2 separate regions of the Oryctolagus cuniculus genome follow, and region 1 is linked to region 2. A link is a contact called in public Micro-C data. All regions are on one chromosome and are shown on one strand. The core of a region is the stretch at or near the end of the contact, and the rest is flanking DNA. Distances in the headings are between cores, read along the strand shown. Region 1 overlaps MBD2 (methyl-CpG binding domain protein 2). Region 2 holds the start of MBD2 (methyl-CpG binding domain protein 2).

Region 1 (3,755 bases), core at 955-3,454, 44 kb before region 2:
AATGCGTAAGCACTGCACTGCATGCACATATGAACATTTTCCCAGGGGTAATGCATTATCCTACATGATGACATAAGACAGGAAATCCTTCGTAACACTACTGCAATGGCTAAATGGCTGACGACTGGCTCCAAAACCCAGACACGTTTCCTGAAAAATGCTTCTATCAGTCCACAAGCACAGTCCTCCAAAGCACTGACTACAACATCATTATACTCTCCTCTATAGATGGGATGGCTTCTAAGAAAATTTAGTCAGTTTGTTTGTAATTCCACGGTTACCAGCCACAGACACTTCAGGGAGCTGACTGGGTTATACAGGCTAAGGCCACAAACAGCATGACCAAAGGACTGCAGGATGACATGAAGGCGAAACATCGCGACTCATTTAAACCAGGATTTCTCCACCCCAGCGTCGGTGGTGCACTCCGGGCCAGACCACTCTGCTGGGGCCCGTCCCAAGCATAATACCCGTAGGACCCGAAGCACCACCTCTATCTAGCCTCTACTCACAGGACGCCAGGAACCCCTCCCCAGGTGTGAGAACCAAAAATACCTGCAGACATTGCCAAGTGTTCCCTGGGGGGCGAATGGCGGGTTGGGAGGCTATCAACCAAGTAACAAAGGCTCTGCAACACCAGGGGAGTTACAACAAAACTTGAGGCATTCCAAGCAGCCGCTTCCCGTGAAACTTTCCCGGGGCCCACGAAGCAACCTAACCCTCGCTGCTGCGCAGAGCTAATTCTTCCACATGTGCATGATTAAACACTCCTGCGATGATGAATCTAGGACAGGCCAGGACAGGAGCCAACAGCCACTGGGTTTTATAGTTTCGATGAATTACACCTTCTTTTAACCCTTCCGTGGACAACTCCTCCCGACCGCAAGAACCCTCGCACGGCACACCAAACCACTGTTCCTGACCCCTCTGGCATGGGACGCCGGGGCCGACTCCCACCCGAGGGTTCACACCCCTCACTGCCCGGCCAGCCTGCCCTGCACACACATCCCCCGGGCCCCTCCGGGGACCCCCGGCCCAGGCCAGCTCTTGACCCTTGACCCCGGGCTGACCCCGCCGCCCCCTCCCCCCCCGCCCCAGGGCGGTACCTGAAGTAGTAGACATCGCTCTTGCCGGCACTGAGCCCAGATTTTCGGATCACTTCCTCCTTCTTCCATCCGGGGGGGAGGGCCGGGCAGTCCATCCTCTTCCCGCTCTCCGTGGCCCGGGGTCCCCTGGGCCCCGGCCCCGCGCTCCCCGACGGGAAAGGGACCGGCTCCCGCCGGGGGGCGCCGCCGCCACCGCTGCTGCTGCCGCTGCCGCCGCCGCCGCAGCCGCCGCCGCCGCCGTCGCCGCCAAGGCCGCTGCCGCCACTCGGGGGACGGCCGCGGCCCCGGCCCCGGCCCCGGCCCCGTCCCCGGCCACGGCCCCGGCCCCGGCCACGGCCACAGACGCCGCCGCCCCGGCCCGCCTGCTTCCACCGCCCCCGGCCACGGCCGCCGCCCCGAGCGCCTTCCCTGCGCACGCCGCTCACCGGGGACGGGGCGAGCGCGCTGCCCTGGCCCCCCTGCTCTATGGCGGAGTCGCCGCCAGCGCCGCTGCCGCCCGCTGCGCTCTCCCCCTCCTCCTGCTCCGGGCAGCAGCGGCCTCCCCCCGGGTGCGCGCGCATCCAGCCCCCTCCCCAGCCGGCGCTGCGCTTCTTCCGTAACCGAGCCCTTGGAATCCCGGAGACCCGCCCCGCCCGCAGCGCGGCGCGCGGGGTACGCGCGCAAGCATCATAGAGCGGGCGCGCACAGAGCGGCCCTCCCGCCCGGGGCGTGGCCCCGGCCGCCGCCTCTTAGGTCCTCCAAGCGTTCCGAGCGCCCATCTTGTCTCCGCCTCCTCGGGGACACGCCCTCCCAGGCCGCACCGGCTCCGCCCCCGGCCGCGCCCTTCCGGCCCCCGCCCCCCGGGACGCGCCGAGCCCGGAAGGCCGGTCGGGCTCTGAGTCACTGGGGACCCCGCGCCCCAGCGACGGCGCGTACCGGGTTTACAGCAGGGTTCGTCGCCCGCGCTGCGTGTCGTTACCTGTGTTTACTGCCCAATGAATGAACGACAGACGAGCTGGACCTCGTGTTCTGTTCCCTAACGATCACTGGGATACCCCCTTTCCAGGGCTTCCCGGGGAACTCCGAGAAGGAGGCCGCGGGGCCCTGGGATGATGGATTATAGGTGTTGGCCAGGGCCTGAGCTCAGGGCCTCTGACCGACGGCGCTAGAACTTCCTGAGCGTGGAGACAGGGAAGCAACTTGGAATATGACCTTTAGCCACGTGGGACTTACCTTTAGACTCAAAACCTGAGTCCGTGTAGAATTTACCGAATTTCTCAGGATCATTTCTTAATTTCGATGTTCTTGTCTAACACGAGAATCCATGGCCTTTGACTCGGTAAATACTCTTGTGTTGAAAGTCCAACCTAACAACCACTAGGAATCTGTGAAATGCGTTTGTTTGCAGATTCTTCATTCACACTAAGATTTTAAAGGATAGCTGGAAATAGATGAAGGAAAAACTAATATAAATTTGAGAAGCACGTTTTCTATATGTTATTAAACATTTATGGCTATGTGCTACCAGAATTAAACATGGCATATTACCAAATGGATGTCTGAAAAATATAAAGCTATCAGATTCATGATAATACTAGGCTTCTGAACGCATAGGAGCTAAAAGTTGAGACTGAGTTTAATGTATAGAAAAACTGGTTAATGTTGGTATGATGTAATGGAAAATTATAATTTTACCTTTGCAATACATGCAAACATTGACTCATACACCCAAACTTGTCTGTCTCTGAGCCTGACCTTTTAATGTCCCTGATTTGAGATATACTATGTTACAGCTTCCCACAGGAATTCCATCTAGAAATGTGTCCAGAAAAGAGTTGAAGTCCAAGTCCACTTTCCAGGAGAGAGCTCACTTCTGGAGACATGCACTTAGAAGTCATCTGTCAAAGTGACAGAGACCTCCAAGATGAGCATATATGTTTAATAATAATAAAAGGATCAGGAACTGAAGCTAGGGAATACAAATACTCAAGGCTCAATTGAAGGAACAAAAGTCAGAAAAAATGGGATTAAAATGTGAATGACAAACACTCTGTTAGATGGAGTACCATGATTTTCTCACCTAATGAAAACTGAAAGGTAAATAAATGTAAGAAAAAAATCTTAGGAGAAAAGGCAGTTGAGACAATAGATGGGAAAAGATGTACTTGTGGCAAATTTACCTCTCCAGGATACAAGTCAAATAACATGACTATAAAAAGCATGTTTAGAGGAATAAATTACGAGAACTCAGGGTCATGATTTTGACTTCAACTACTAGATTCCATTCGCTAAATGCCAGTATAGTTTAGCATTCTCTCTGTTCAGAAAAACTTTATTCACGCATTTCAAAGATTTTTGGCCACACATATTTTTCTACTGTGATACCATAGAGCAATGTATAAATATTAATAATAACAGTGGCACTTAAATATTTTCCGCTGAAGGAAGAAAACATTCCTATCAAGGAAATAGAATGAATTTTGGGGACTAGATTGAGACCCTAACAGTATGAAAATACATGCAATACCTAAGAGACAGGCCCCTTGTATTCCCTTAAAATACCGGGCAAGCAATAAACTTTTTCTGCCTCTAGGAAAATGCACTTTATATCACACCTGGGAAAACTATAGCAGCACATTGTTTTTCACAAACAGTAAAGTTGTGACCAAA
Region 2 (3,709 bases), core at 871-3,370:
TGACCTGTTCTTTCCCCTGGGATCTCACTCGTGGAGATCTTTCATTTAGGTCTTTTTTTTTTTTTTTTTTTTTTTTTTTTTTTTTTGCCAGAGTGTTTTGGCTTTCCATGCCTGTAATACTCTCATGGGCTAAAAGCCACTTTTCAAGTTTGACAACTGACCGGGAAATAAATGCAACCAAAGCAAGAAATTGCTGTTTTTTAAATCCTTACTCACTTTTACCCCAGTCTATGATGTGAATATAAGTGAGCTGTGATGATCTCTCCTAAAGGAACTGTTTTCCTCTGCCATGGTACCTCAGTGGTTTGCATCATTCTCAATCTGGAAGAATTTAAAAAAATAAAAAAATCTTAGTTTTTCTAAAATTATTGGACTCTTGACTGGCACTTAATGGCCAAAGAAGAACTCAATTCAAAAGCGCTTTATCTAGACTTACCAAACAGCATTCATAAAAAAATAGCATAGCTCTAAACAGGCAATGCAGATCCTAGAGAGGAGACTTTTAGGGAAGCGGTCCAAATGTCGAAGAATAAATACCCAACGAGGAAGGTCTGGTCTTCAAACCATTGAGCCCCAGCTAGGCTGGTTATTCCTTCTCCTTTCTGGATGCATCAACATTTCCTTTAAAATATTTCTCAACATTCTCAGATCCTATTTGATAAGAAACAGAATCATGCAAAAAATTACATGTTTGAATACAAGTGCATATATATATTTTAATGTCTGTATATATGTGTTTGCATATACATATATTCATATACACAGAATAGCATAAAGAGCAAGAGTGTGAGAAATGTAAATAATTGGAAGAAATACACATACACATACACACACACACAAACCAACAAACACAGACACTCATGGCATCCTCATAGAAGGCAAAGAAAGAACTAATAATTATTCAGCAACTTCAACGTGTTAGCTGTTTTATATACATCAGGGTATTAAAGCTGTATGTCAGGGGCCAGCACTGTGGCGTAGTAGGTTAAGCCTCCACCTCTGGCGCCAGCACCCCATAGGGGGACTGGTTGGAGTTCTGGCTGCTCCACTTCCAATCCAGCTCCCTGCTGATGGCTTGGGAAAGCTGTAGAAGATGGTTCAAATCCTTGGGCCCCTGCACCCATGTGGAAGACCTGGATGAAGCTCCTGGTTCCTGGCTTCGGATGGGCCCAGCTCCAGCCACTGCAGCCCTTTGGGGAGTGAACCAGTGAGTGGAAGACCTTTCTCTCTGTCTCCCCATCTCTCTGCCTGTGACTCTGCCTCTCAAATAAATAAATCTTTTTTAAAAAAGTTGTCAGTTTTTTATCTATTCATTTTATCTCAAAATATTTAAGATAATTTTTTCATTTTCTTTTCTTGTTTTTTCTTCTTTTTTTAAACAGCAGAGCAGCTGAGGCTCAGAGAGTCACATAATTAGCAAGGGGAAAGGTTTAGATTGGAGATTTTATGACATCAAAACTCATGGATCAAAATCCTATTCAGTTTTGGTACTAAATCTTGGATCCAGGAGCAGGTATTTAGCCTGGCGATTCAGACACTCATATCCTACGTTGGAGGAGCTGGGTTCAATTCCTGAGATCCTGACTTCAGCTTCGTGTCAGTGCAGACCGTGGGAGGCAGCAGGAAATGAGCGGCTCAGGTAGCTGGGCCCCTGCCCAACGTGGGAGACCACGTGGGAGACCAGAATTGAGTTCCTGGCTTCTGTCTTCCTTAGCCTAGCTCAGCCCCAGTCACTGTGGCAATCTGGGGGGAGTGTACAAGCTGATGGGAGCTGTCAAACCGGGTCCAATAATTAAATAAAGCAAACGCCACCTCACAAACCTTAACACACTTGCCATCATCGTTCGCATGGCCACCTGGAGCTTACCATAACGGGCACCCACCCCTGCTCCCCCTGCTCTCACCAGAAAGAAAGAGTTCAGGTCTAGGATTAGCAATTACATTAACATGGATCAGGAGGCAGCAGAGATGAAAGTTAAAATACGTGGTGTGCACCGAACGTCAAAGCCCTCAAGGAAAAACCGAGCTGACTGGGGTTTCGATTCCAGCCACCCGACCCGGGAACCCCGGCCCGCGCGTCACTCCGGGAAGCGGGCCGGTTGGCCGCCACACGCCGGCGCCAGCGGCCGGACTCGGGGCCGCGGTTTCCCAGGAGACCGGGCGGAAGCGGGCGGAAGCCGCCGCGCGCGGAGAGCGGCTGCAGCATGGCGACGCTGGGGGTGGAGTCGGAGGAGGAAGGCGGCGGCGACGAGGAAGAGGACGAGGCTTGGGCCATGGAGCTGGCGGACGCGGAGGCGGCCGGCGGCTCGCAGGGTGCTCTGAGGGCGTAAACGAGGAGGGTGTGGCGGGACGCGCGGGTGGGCGCCCCTGCGGCCTCCGGCGCCTTTCGCTTTCCCGGCCCTGTCCAGGGAGGGTTTCCCTTATCTGCCTCGTGTTTCTCAGGCAAGGGGCATCCCTCGGGGGGGATGACTTCGTCTCGCAGGTGCAAGGTGGGTGGCGTCAGCCCGCCGCCGGCACGTGGAGGACGCAGCCCCCGAGGGCGGCGAGGCGGAGCCGGTCGCGAGCTGCCGGGCTGCGTCAGGTTAGAGAAGTTGAGAACCATGTCGGTCTCCTGCTGGGGGCCTGCGATCCGGCCTCGGTTTGGGCTGGAAGGGATGGCCGCCGGGAAGCCAGGAGTTGGGAGGTTGAAACATTCCCGACCTCAGGTTCCTGCCTGTGGCAACCCCAGGGCCTGCAGGCAAACCTCTGCCTCACATTCTTTGCATTAAAAAAAAAAAAAAAAAAAAAAAAGGAATATCATGGTTACAGAAAAAAAAGTTGCAGAGCGATGCCCTTAATTTTAATGTCTTGCATTATCTTGGTACGTTTGTCAGAACTAAGAAATCAACATTGGTATAATATTGCTAAGTGGACTACACTGTATTCACGTTACCAGTGCTTACCCTAATGTTCTTGGCTGTTCCAGCATCAAACGAGACTACCACCACTGCATCTCGCCTGCCTGATTTAACCTGGTTGAAGAGCCCTTCTTGCCTCTGTCAACCCTTCCTCTGCCCATGCATGAGTTAAAGACTTTTTTGAAATCCAAGAAATAATTGGGTCTTTCCAGTTAGTGAGTGGTGTTGAGCAGTCTCTTATGTCCTGCATGCTTTTCTAGGCGCTGGGGTTAGCACGAAACCAGATAATCCTGCTCTCAAGTAGGAGTTAAATTGAGTCCACTGCAACTCACAGGTTGTCCTTTGATGTTTTACGTGGCAGATTTTTTTAAATGTAAGGACATGCCACAGTGTAATGTTGGAAATCAACATTTCAACTTTTCTGCCCTTTCTGATTTATTCTAAAAGCTACTATGTACTTCAAAAGGATAGTATTAGTACTTGCATCATCCATAATGGATCAAGAAACTTTTAGTCAACTATTTTTCTAGCGTGAGAAAAATAACTATGCAAAGAAATGGAAGCAGGATTGAAGACCCTACTATAGATGGAGTTTAAGGTCTTTGTAATTTTTAAATTTTGACAAAACAAATCCAAGAAAAACTTAAAATCACTCTGCCGTCTTCTTTCTTAGATACCATGTTCTAAGACATTGCCTGTTGCTCAAGGATGATAAGCAGTCTGAATATATTTTTGTATTTCTTTGTATATTGTGCGACAGTTCATGATCAAGTGGTCCCAACTCGAACTTCTTCATTCAGAATCATAGTCCA

Evidence for each region. A called contact is a pair of places that touch in the nucleus more often than the background predicts.
Region 1: a contact with region 2 is called in a Micro-C map of ear pinna, with 4 times the contacts expected there. The contact joins the enhancer-like site here to the promoter of MBD2 in region 2. A contact is called at or near these places in 3 of 6 Hi-C or Micro-C datasets (ear pinna, psoas muscle and an unstated tissue).

What each region holds. Positions count from the first base shown.
Region 1 is chr10:24,057,655-24,061,409 of mOryCun1.1, reverse strand. MBD2 (methyl-CpG binding domain protein 2) reads right to left here. Exons shown (of 10, transcript XR_011379325.1): 5 at 1,107-2,526. Among named protein-coding and RNA genes, the nearest start is that of POLI, 44 kb to the right of the region's middle. Within about 2 kb of position 2,204, at least 5 of the 8 cell types and tissues checked have an H3K27ac peak or open chromatin away from gene starts, as enhancers often do. A contact at or near this core is called in ear pinna, where this site is marked.
Region 2 is chr10:24,013,959-24,017,667 of mOryCun1.1, reverse strand. It overlaps MBD2 (methyl-CpG binding domain protein 2), which reads right to left and starts at 2,120. Exons shown (of 10, transcript XR_011379325.1): 1 at 1,905-2,120; 2 at 1,832-1,856; 3 at 437-651; 4 at 217-321. It overlaps POLI (DNA polymerase iota), which reads left to right and starts at 2,114. Exons shown (of 11, transcript XM_051851199.2): 1 at 2,114-2,313; 2 at 3,658-3,709. The coding sequence starts at 2,205.